Regions from separate parts of the Sus scrofa genome. Here region 2 is linked to region 1. Evidence: chromatin contacts called from public Hi-C data. All regions are on one chromosome and are shown on one strand. The core of a region is the stretch at or near the end of the contact, and the rest is flanking DNA. Distances in the headings are between cores, read along the strand shown. Region 1 holds the start of ATP5O (ATP synthase, H+ transporting, mitochondrial F1 complex, O subunit). Region 2 holds the start of KCNE1 (potassium voltage-gated channel subfamily E member 1).

The links. Hi-C and Micro-C count contacts between places; a contact is called where the count stands out from the background.
Region 2: a Hi-C map of subcutaneous adipose tissue shows a contact between it and region 1, with 3 times the contacts expected there. The contact joins the promoter of KCNE1 here to the promoter of ATP5O in region 1. A contact is called at or near these places in 1 of 5 promoter capture datasets (fetal skeletal muscle), 2 of 47 Hi-C or Micro-C datasets (heart right ventricle and subcutaneous adipose tissue) and 1 of 2 datasets of contacts at active chromatin or transcription factors (skeletal muscle).

What each region holds. Positions count from the first base shown.
Region 1 is chr13:197,514,940-197,520,795 of Sscrofa11.1, forward strand. ATP5O (ATP synthase, H+ transporting, mitochondrial F1 complex, O subunit) reads right to left here and starts at 4,591. Exons shown (of 7, transcript NM_001044606.2): 1 at 4,540-4,591; 2 at 3,072-3,122; 3 at 1,669-1,779. The coding sequence starts at 4,575.
Region 2 is chr13:198,057,710-198,063,468 of Sscrofa11.1, forward strand. KCNE1 (potassium voltage-gated channel subfamily E member 1) reads right to left here and starts at 1,735. Exons shown (of 3, transcript XM_005657155.3): 1 at 1,514-1,735; 2 at 526-606.

The sequences.
Region 1 (5,856 bases), core at 3,341-5,840:
AGCCTCTCCTTTGTAAACACCGATGTTCAGTTTAAAGTGGGTAAGTGACAAGCAGCAGGCAGTAATCGTCACCTCCAAAAAAAAGCCTGTGTGTGATCCTGTCTGCTCTTGCTACCCCTCCCCCAAGTGTCCCCAACAGCAGGGCTGTTGGCTGTGAGCATCCTGACAGCTGATCGCACCAACTTAGATCAGGAGTGTTATTGCAGAGATAACTGGATGAAGGAGTTAAGATTATTGTCTGTTAGGTCAAAAGTTCCAATAAAAGCTCAAAATGAAAAAATGAACAATATATATAAGTACTGTACTATACAATTAGCCTGGGAAGCTTTCTTCCCCTTCTAATAACTTAATAAAAAAGTCTTTAGAAATAACTTGATAAAAATTACAAGAAACTCTCTCTCTTTTTTTTTTTCTTTTTAGGGCTGTACCTGCATATGGAAGTTCCCAGGCTAGGGGTGGAATTGAAGCCATAGCTGCTGGCCTACACCACAGCCGCAGCAGCAATGTCAGATCTGAGCTTTGTCTGTTACCTGTGCTTTAGCTCATAATGCCAGATCCTTTAACCCACTGAGCACGGCCAGGGATCGAACCTGCATCCTCATGGATATTAGTTGGGTTCTTAACCTGCTGAGCCACGATGGGAACACCTACAAGAAATTCTTAAACATAAAATCAAGAAGAGAGCGTAACTGCCTCTGGAGAGAGTATATACCAGCTGTGTCTCCTCCCCGAATGCACACCATAGTGCCTTAGGTGGATCTGGAGAGGGAAAGGAGCTGGGGAAGGAACAATGTGTGTAGCACCTTGTTAACCAGAAAACTCGGGGAGGGTGTTCCCGTTGTGGCAGGGTGGAAACAAATCCGACGAGTAACCATGAGGTTGCGGGTTCAATCCCTGGCCTCGCTCAGCGGGTGAGAATCCAGTGTTGCTGTGGCTGTGGAGGAGGCCAGCAGCTTCACCTCTGATTCAACCCTGAGCCTGGGAACCTCCATACGTGGTGGGTGTGGCCCTAACAAAAAGCAAAAAACAAAACAAAACCTTTGGGGAAACTGCAGTGAAGAATCTCCTTAGCCACACCCAGGCTTTTAGAAATTTAGTTCATTTGCTCCTCTCTTCATTTCCCCTGTACCTCACAGCCGTTCTCTGTAGATTCTCTCTAGTCATCGTGAAGCTCATGCACCTGGACCAGTTTTGCTGCCAACACATCGCTCCTTCTCCCCTCGCAGTTTGGGAACAAAGTAACACATGAAACGGAGGTAAAAGCTTCATAAGGAAAATAAATTCCCAGTAAAACAATATCGTGATACCCTCTAGACTACTTTGGAAATACCTGGAATACGAGCATAGTTTTTCAGGGTGACTTTTCAATTCTCTTTTGAAATGGCAATCCATCTTAAATTTGGATTTTCTATTTCTATTTCTTCTCTTAGCTCGAAATCGTGGTTCCTAACATTAACATCCTTATATGTATTTGTCTGTATCTATTATACAATAGGTTCAAAGCAACAGTATCCAGTACTATCAACATGATTGCCGAAAGTAAGTTTTTTTCTTTGTTTGCAACTCTTTCTCTCTTAGAACACACCTCATTAGGGATACAGAGTCAAATATCTAAGGAAAAAATAGACAATGAGAACTTAATAAGTGAGGAACAGGAAAGCTACTTACTGCTACTCTCAACAATTCTTTTTCCACTTGTTCCAGTTTATTCTGTTTAGATGCAGCAGAATAAAGAGCAGTGGCATAGCGACCTTCGATACCGTATATCTGAACAGGTGGCTTTACAAAACAGGGTGGAGTGGGGGAGGAAAAGAAAAGAAAAATCAGTTAAGACTATATTATACTGTCGATAGCAGAATGAAATACTTACAATTTAAAAATACACTTTTATACCACAAAACAGTTTAAATATGTCATCAAAGAGGTACCTTGCATGACAATTCTCAAACAAATCAGGGATGTTTTTTGGCTGGGCTACTCAATCTGTGAGCTTCCAAATCCTCATCTTAAAACCAGGGCTTAGGAAACATGGCATGTCAAGGCCCTTCCCACTCTACCTATAATTTCATTACATTAATTTTGAGATGAGCTTAGAATTCCTTGGAACGCAATAATGATTCAGTTCCAATTTGGGGAGGTTTTAAACACTGATAAAAGGCAGTTCTGAATACGTGAGAACTAGGAAAACGGTGTTTATGAAACATGCAAGCACACCTTTATACATTTCCTAGCAAGACTATCAATTCCCTCACTGAGCTTCCCCATCCAGGTTCAGTTTAATGGAGCCCAAGAGCAATTTACTCTGTGCCTAATGCTAAAATTAATTTTTACAGTGAATTGTAGGCTTTTTATTTTTTGTATTTTTGGTTTTTTAGGCTGCACTCACAGCATATAGTGGTTCCACGCTAGGGGTCAAATTGGAGCTATAGCTGCTGGCCTATGCCACAGTCAAGCAACGTGGGATCCAAGTCACATCTGTGACCTACACCATCGCTCACAGCAACACTGGATCCCCGACCCACTGAGTGAGGCCAGGGATCACACCCGCATCCTCATGGATACTAGTCAAATTCGTTTCTGCTGCGCCCCAACAGGAAACTCCTGAATTTAAAACCACACTACCATCAAGTATGACTACATATGCTGAGTGGTACTGTAGTACGATTATAGTGGAAAAGCTTAGGCTCTGAGAGAGATTTCGTTTCGGTCCAGCTCTAAGACTAAGCTGAATAACTTTGGGAAAGTCTTCCCAAACGCTGTTTCTTCTTTGGCAAAGATGGGAAAACTAGCTACTTCCCACCACTGTTATGGGGTTTTAAGAAATTCCCATAATTAAAAGTTATGTGTGGGCCTGTCGCACAGTAGGCCTTCAACATTACATTGTTCCCTAGCCCCTCATGTTTTGGGAACCACAACACATGTGTTTTGTTCCCTAACACATCATGTTTTGGGAACCGCAAATCATGCAGAAAGGTTCAAGTCGGAATGATACAGAATCCATGCCCTACGTGTATTGGTGTCTGACTCACACACATTCATCTGCTTTATAATCACAAAATAAGGTGACATACCCTCACAAGCTTGGCAAATGGCCTGACCACAGATGTACTGAAGCATCGCACCTTAGCAACGAAAAGAGAAAGGAGATCAAATGAGATTACTTCAAGGATTTTTGCACTTAAACCAAAGTAAAAAACAGTAAGTATGACATTTAAATGATTCGTTTCTTTCTTTTTAGGGCTGCACCTGCAGCATATGGAAGTTCCCAGGCTAGGGGTCAAACTGGAGCTATAGCTGCTGGCCTACACCACAGCCACAGCAACACCAGATCTGAGCTGGGTCTGCCATCTACACCACAGCTCACGGCAACGTCAGATCCCCGACCCACTGAGTGAGGCCAGGGATGCAGCCTGCATCCTCATGGATACTAGCCAGATTCGCTTCTGCTGCACCACAACGGCAACTCCTAAATGATTCGTTTCTTGTGTTTCTTTGTATCATCACAGATTACACGAGGGTGGGCTGTTCTTTTTTGCCTAGGAGTAAATTTCCCCACTGAGAATCATCCCAGCAGCTTGGGAAACTGCAGGCCCACTCACTTCCTAGTTTACTAAAACAGGCTGAGGCTAGCACACCAGTATCAGAGAGAAGAAACCAAATTTAATGAAACACGCTGTTCCAAAAAATTTAATGCGACTTTTGGCATTTATATTACTACCCTTGGGCGTGGTTTTAATAAAAAGTGGGAGGATTCCAGGAATGATTTGCAAGAGATGTACCTTCTTAGACTCGAACTGCTATCTGAAAATAAAGATGAATTCTTTGGGTTACCCAGCAGTCTGTTGTGAGAACAGATCCCAGTATCTTGCAGATACTACCTTGAGATTGTTGAGACAGTATCACCTTGTCTATCAAGAGTTGGAATTCGTAATTTAAAAAGCACCTGCAAGGGCACAGGTCACCTTCAAGTAATCCCGGCTCTGGAATGTACTCGAAAGGTTGTGAGGATTAACAGACCGTAACACTTAGGAAACCTTACGGAAGCTATACGTAAGGAATCATGCAGTATGAAGAGCACGAATTTTCTTTCAAACTCTATCTTCTGTGGGTTCGAATCTCAGCTCTACCCCTTATTCGCTCAGCAGCCAAGGACGAGTCATTTAAACCTTTCGGTCTCATTTTCTTTATAAAAAGGTGGAATGTGTTTCACAAATATTCCTTAGCATTACTGGTGACCTCTACGACAAAGATGGAGCCCCCTTCTCCTGTGCCCCTCAAAGCAGCTACTTTCTAGGGGTGTGCTCTGAGGACACCAAATGCAGACATGCGCAGCCCCGCGCCCACCGCCCTGCGCGCATCCCGGGGGGAAGCCGGGCCGTCCGGCTGCCTGCTCTCGCCCCCGCTCTCCTGGCCCCACGACCTTGAACGGCAGCCACGCTCCCCCAACTGTGGCCTCAAACCGTAGCGCTTAGAGGCCTGGTATGGGTCACCCCAGGAGGGTTCCTTCCGCTGGCTTTCAACACCGCCATTCTCTCTCACCTGCCGGGAAAGCCCGGACACTGCTTGGGAGGCCATCTTCTCCTGGGAGGCTGTAGGTCAAACCCTACTTGGCGAGAGAGAACGAGAGCGCATGCGTGCGTCAGCGTAGTCGCTCGGCTGCTGGGAAATGTAGGCCTAGGTCGTCAAATCTCATGCGCAGGAATCTTCCTCAGGCTGGGAGCTGTAGTCCTTAGGAGCGGGTGGTCAGGGCGGAACCTACAGGGCTGGGGGTGGGCTAGTGGTTTGGGTCAGCCCCTGGAAATGAAGTGTATACGTTACTAACTGGCCTTTACTGTAGGATGGATGTATTGCCACTAGTTTTAAATTTCCATTGGGATAAGTACGGTGACATTTATTCCATGTCACCTTCGTCGCTAGCATCATTAGCGTGTTTACCTTTCTTACCCAAAGGGTATATCGAGCGTAGATCCGCGCACTGTGTATACCCCCACCCCCACCCCGCAAACCCGGGCCTTATAGCTCTAGCAGGGGACATTTTGTGACCAGTACCTCTGTCCCACCTTCGCCCCATCTCACTTGAGTACAGCATTGACCTCTTGGTTTGTGCAGGCATGTGAGGGTCTGCTGTTTAAATACTTCCTTCTGGTAGAGCAGAGTGATTATCTGAGAATCAGACCTAAAAATAGAACTGGGGTTTGAGCAAGTGTGACATTGAAACTGAGAACCCCAAACTAGCTCTGGTTAGTTTCTCTGCATTTATATTATTATTATTACTTTTTGGTATTTTTAGGGCCGCACCCCCTGCATATTGGAGGTTATGGAGGTTCCCAGGCTAGGGGTCTGATGGGAGCTGTAGCCGCTGGTCTAGCCACAGCCACGCCATATCTGTCAGATCTCAGCAGCGTCCACAATCTACGCCACAGTTTAGGGCAACGCTGGATTCTTAACTCACTGAGCGAAGCCAGGCATCAAACCTGCATCTTCATGAATATTAGTCAGATTGGTTTCCCCTGAGCCACAGGGGGCGGGGGCGGGGGCGGGGGGGGGCGACTCCTCTCTGCATTTATAAAAACAACCTCTTTACACCCCATTTCCCCCTAAACAGAACTTACTCTAATTTTCTCTTCTATAGGGTTGGAATTCCCTAGTTGCAGTAATGGAGTTCTATAGTCAATTAAAAAGTGTTTTTCTACTCAGATCTATTCTTTTCTACAGGAAAACAGATGAAGTCATTAATTTACTTTTTGACTGCAGTTTTCTTTTTTCTTGCCTTTTTTTAATGCTCACCTGCAGCATATAGAAGTTCCCAGGCTAGGGGTTGAATGGGAGCTGTAGCTGCTGGCCTACACCGCAGCC
Region 2 (5,759 bases), core at 485-2,984, 540 kb after region 1:
TAATTATAATAATTTATATTATTATAATTTAAATCATATATTATTTATGAGACATAATTTTATAGTATTTATATTTATATATATGTATATCTGCAACCCACCTTATTTATGAGACATATAATTTTATAGTACTTATATTTATATATATGTATATCTGCAACCCACCCTATTTCTTAAAAGGTTTAAGGCCACCAGTAATTGTCAATAATACAGCATAATTTTCATCCCCCCTCCCTGCTCCCCATAAAACTTATCTTGCTCTCCCTTTTTCCAAAGTACTTATCACCTACACCTCGTAGAGTTTTCTTATTTATTATATTCATTGTCTATTGTTTGTCTTCCCTTTAAAGGCAGGGATCTTTGCCTGTATTGTTCCCATGTAGCCCAAAGACAAGAACAGGGTCTGGCAGAGGGCAGCTGCACAGTAAATATTCCCAGGACACAGCCATGCCTACAGGAACAGGTGAGTGAGCGAATGTCCCACTCAGGTCCAGGAAAGCCGAGACCAGTCAGAAACTGACTCACCAGCTCTGCCTTCAGACTTGACACCACCGGAGCGCGTCCCTCTGAGGTCTTTATTTTCAGAACAACCTACTTGTTAATGACCTATCAAAAACAAGACACACGTGAGTATTCTGGAAACTGAGAATGCTTTCCTCACACTCCCCTCAGCTCACTCTCATAGGCAGCAGGGTGCAGAGCAGGGCCAACAGAGGGGTTCTGCCCCCCTGGATAGAAACCCATGGGTCCCAGTCATCACATGAATGAAAACAAAGGTGTGATCACAACAAAGTCCCCCACCATCAGGACCATAAGTGACAGCTGTGGTTGTTGACAAGGCTCTTCCTTAATGGGGCTGGAAGCTCCATCTTAACTTAAAAGTGGACTCAAAACAGTCAGTTCACATACAACAGTTTGAAAAATCAGCGTAGGGGTGCTTGGGGGTTGGGGAGGGAAGGTGGCTGTCACTTGTATAGACTCCCACATACACGACTGCTCTTGGGTCAACTTTCTTCTACAAGTGCCACCCTTTCCCGTTACTACAATCAAGATCAGATACCAGGAATGTTCTCCCTGCCCCATGCCTTTTTCCCAGGGAGATGCCAGCACTCAAGAAACTGAGGCCGGGTATGTATGCAAGCATTGCCTGAGCTGGAGGTCTTTGAAAACAAGCAGGGACTGGGACCGTGGACGGCTTTAGTTTTCTTTGGATGCTTTTAGGTATTTTCCCAATTTTCTGCAAGAACGACTGTACTTTAGTAATAATGGGGAAATGCTGTGATTATTTGGTGGCGGGATGACGTTCTAGAAGTGAAGAGGGCAGAGGGAAAGGAGGCGGCGTGAGGCCGAGCCTCTATTCTCCCTCCCACTAAGGGGGTCGCGGTGCCTCCTGCCTGGGGCTGCCCGCTGCGGCCCAGGGGCTGAGATCGGGTCGCTGGAACCCCCTCGGGGTCGCCCGACTAGGGCATCGCGCTCGGTGTGAGGAGCCGGGAGGCAGGAGTCCTCGACTTACCGGGTCCGGGGCGCCGAGACAGCCGGGAGCGCAGCTGGGTCCGCGCAGGCAGAGCGCAGGGCACCGACAGTCGCGCCCCAGGCGGCGCGCTCCGGGGGCAAGGGAGCGGCGGGGCGGGCGGAGCCTCGGGAGCCAGAGGGCGCCCCGCCCCGTCCCGAGCGTCCCGCGGAGCCCAAGGACCCCGGACCACACCAGGCTAGCCCCGAGCTACCCCGATCCTTCCCACGCTGCGTCTCCTGCAAGCGCTTTGGCACGCGGGGTAGGTGCAGAGCCCGCAGAACGTCCGTATGAGAACTGGCAGCCAGCCAGACGTATGTACCTTCCTGAGGGGTTTGGAGGTGGCAGGCAAGAAGCCCCAGTGGCCAAGAGAAGTCCTTCCCAAAGCCCTCCACTCTCAGCCAAGCACTTGCCAAACACCCCTTCAAACAGCTCCAAACAGTAACTTCAAAAATGCTCAAAACCTCAGCAGACTCCTGTTAGCGGCACCCGGAATCCTAGCAGTGGCCATGCATCTATTTGGCAAGCAATTTTTGAACGCCTACGACCCCGGGTCGCCGGCCCTGAGCTGGCGGTGCAGCTGTAGACCAGACAGAAGAGGATCCGGCAGGACACGTATCAGTGGCTGAAGCCACTCGCGCCTTGACACCCCAGCTCCAAGTCTTTGAGGCAGAGGGAGCAGCCTTTCAGGCTGCCAGGGGCAAACGAAGCATTGGCCCCAGGGATCTCCAGGCAAATTTCACAGCAGCTGCTCACCAGCTTGGGACAGGGAGCTGGGGATGAGCAATTCCTAGAGTCCTGTAAAAGCGCGGGGGGAACACGGTCCTGCAGAACAAGGTCTGCAGGGAGGGAGGAGAGAAACTGGATTCCTGACGGAGAGATACAAGACATTTTCTTGGGCTCCCATAGGCTTTCTCTGCCAGTCACCCCTCTTGGGCCTCAGCCTGGGGGTTGGGTCCCTTGGGGAGGAGGACACTGAAGGCTCTGGGACGCGGTCCACCGAGTGTGGCATTTAAGATGCAGTGCAGCTGGCACAGGCAGAGTTGTCAGTTCCCTGCACCCCCGGGCTAGTCTAAATCCACACAACCACTTTTTAAAGTCCTAAAATGTCTATGATTTTGTCCTGATATGTCCTTGTTCTATGTGAAATCTATTCTGCAGAGGGGATGGGAACTGTAGGAAAGCTTTAGGCATACACATTCTCTTTGTGGAGTTCCCATTGTGGCTCAGCAGTAACGAAGCCAACGAGTATCCATGAGGCTGCGGGTTTGATCCCTGGCCTCACAGTGGGTTAAGGATCCTGTATGGCCGTGAGCTACCGTGTAGGTCGCAGATCTGGCTCAGATCCAGCTTTGCGGTGGCTGTGGTGTAGCCTGGCTGAAGCTCCGATTGGACTCCTAGCCTGGAAACGTCCATATGCCGCAGGTGGTGCAGCCATAATAAGAAAAAGAAAGAAAGAAATGCTCTTTGTAGATTTACTTACAATAACTAAACTCTAAACGTCTCAAAATAGAAAAGTAGTTTCGTTATGTTAAGTATGAAGAAGATTATTCTACATACTGGAATATTTTTATGCCATCAGTAAGATAATGTTTATAAATAGATGGTATCAACATGGGGGATCCCTGCATTATAATGTTAAGGGAAAATGCAAAGCGCTAAATAAATTGTGCACCCAGGATGCTATGCATTATTTCACAAGACTGTAAGAAAACACATCACGATGTTAACACTGTCTGCTGGTGATGGGCTTAAGTGGGATTTATTTTCTTATTTACACCATTCTATGTTTTCTTTTCCTTTTTTTTTTTTTTTTGCAACCACTATATTCTTTAATATTTAGAAAAAAAATACAACTTATCTGAAAGTTTCCTGGATTATGTAAGGTCATGCATATGTATGCAGTATCTTTTTTTTCTTTTTAAACTGCACCTGTGGCATATGGAAGTGCCCAGGCTGGGGATCGAATCAGAGAGCTGCGGCTGCCACTGGCTTACACCACAGCCACAGCAACGCCAGATCCAAGCCGAATATCTGACCTATGCCACCGCTTGCTTGCACCAATGCCAGATCCTTAACCCACTGAGAGAGGCTGGGGATCGAACCTGTGTCCTCATGGATAGTAGTTGGGTTCTTAACCTGCTGAGCCACGATGAGAACTCCCTGTATGCATTATCTTTTTGCTCACCTTTCCGCAAAGGACTCCACCAGGAAGGGAAAAAATGGATCATTGAAGCAAAAATGTTTGCCCCATCGAGTTTACATGCCACCTTTTTAGTAATAAGCCATGGGCCAGGTAATCGGACATGGATGGAGCGCCCCAGATCGGCTGCAGAGACCACTGACTTCCCATCAGAGGTGGAGCCATGCCTGCCCAGTTGTCACCCAGTTACTGTGCAGACTGTGGGTTTGGAAGTGTTTTCAGAAAGATAAAGCCTTCTGTGAGTGGACGTGCTCTTATTTCTCTTCCCAGGTCTCTCCGTCCCACCCGTGATGAATTATTTTACGATGCTGATACTCTTTTGTTGTCATTTCCCATTTGTAATGGGAAAGCGCGATTATGGATGAGAATGAGAGTATTTTGTTGCCTTTGGTGCCCTTGAAATGGCTTCTTTTCTCTTCCTCTCCTTCTCCTTTTATTCTTTCATTTGCATCTCTTCCCATGATACCAGTGTGATTTGGTCTTAATCATACCAGCAGAGCCACAGAGTCCTGAGCCATTCCTCTTTTTTCTCTCTGGCTTCTCCATCTTCTCCATTCTTTTTGGTCCCCCTCACTGGGGCTGTCCCTTGGGAGAGGGCACTTCTGGGACCTCCCACCCCAATGCAGTGACATCCAAAGCCAGAGCTGCAGACACTTTTCCTTCTTTCTTAGGAGAACCTCCAGTCTTAACTCATGGCTTGGAGTTCCTGCTGATGTTCCTAACGCTTGTCACACGCTGGCCTTGTCCCCAGGGAGGACCAGTGTAATCCACCCAGGATGCATGTATGGAGCCCAGGGTCCTGCAGACAGCTCTTTGCTATTCCCACTGGCTGCTATGCCATTGGCATCCAGATGCCTCTGCCTTAGTCTGGGGGCATTCCCTGCCCTTCCTTCTTGCTTCTGGACCTGAACTCCTTGGCTTCTACTATGCCAATGGGCAACTCCATATCTCAGTGAGAAATGCCTAGAAGGTCAGTAGCATTTCTTGAGCAGCCCCAGAACATAACCTGGGTGCTGGCTAGGCTAAAATGACAATACTTTCTCCCGTGAGAAGGCCAAGGAGGAGGAAGTCCTCATCCTGCCCCAGGGGATGGCGAGGTGCAGAATGATGGAGGAGAGCCTGGCCTTGCCGCCTGGGGCCTGGTCCCTGCTGTGCTGCCCCAGCCCTGTCGCCATCCCACGCAGGCAGCTGGACCTGTCTGTGTCTTCTCTCCTGGCCATTGGTGCTCTCATTTTTCAGGGGCCTATTTTCTTTCTCTTCCTTCCTTCCTCCTTCTTGGTCTTTTTAGGGGCTGCAGCTGCAGCATATGGAAGTTCCCAGGCTAGGGATCAAAGCAGAACTACTGTTGTTGGCCTATACCACAGCCTCAGCAACACCAGATCCAAGCCACATCTGCAACCTACACCGCAGCCTGTGGCAACACTGGATCCTTAACCCTCTGAGCGAGGCTAGGGATCAAACCTGCATCCTCTTGGATACTAGTCGGATTCTCAACCCACTGAGCCACAATGGCAACTCTGCCTATTTCTTTTTTCTTTCTTTCTTTCTTTTTTTTTTTAAATTAGACTTAATCTACAATGTTGTGTCAATTTCTGCAGCACAGCAAAGTGACCCAGTCATACATATGTATGTATATATATGTGTGTGTCTACACACAGACACACATATATGTATATTCATAAGAGGCCTATTTCGATTTCCTCCCAGGATGCCTCTCTGGCTGGGAGTCCAGCACACAAGAGCCATTCTTCCCAAATGTGTCATTCTCCAACATTCTCTTAAAACCCTCACGAGGGCAGCTCCTGTTCCAAAAAGAAAGCACTTCCTGTCTGCTCGTGGCCCCACAGGCCATTCCAGCTGCCCCTGCTCTGCTCTCTGCTCCCAGACCAGCAGATGCAACATTTCCATCCTTTGTGCACCCCCCTCCTTTTCGCCCTTCCAGACCCTTCTTCATGGGGTCAGCCCTCTGCTTCCAGCTGTACAAACAATTTTTTTCAGGTTACAATTTTTTTTCACGTTAAAAAAAAAATTGAGAGCTCTTCCTCA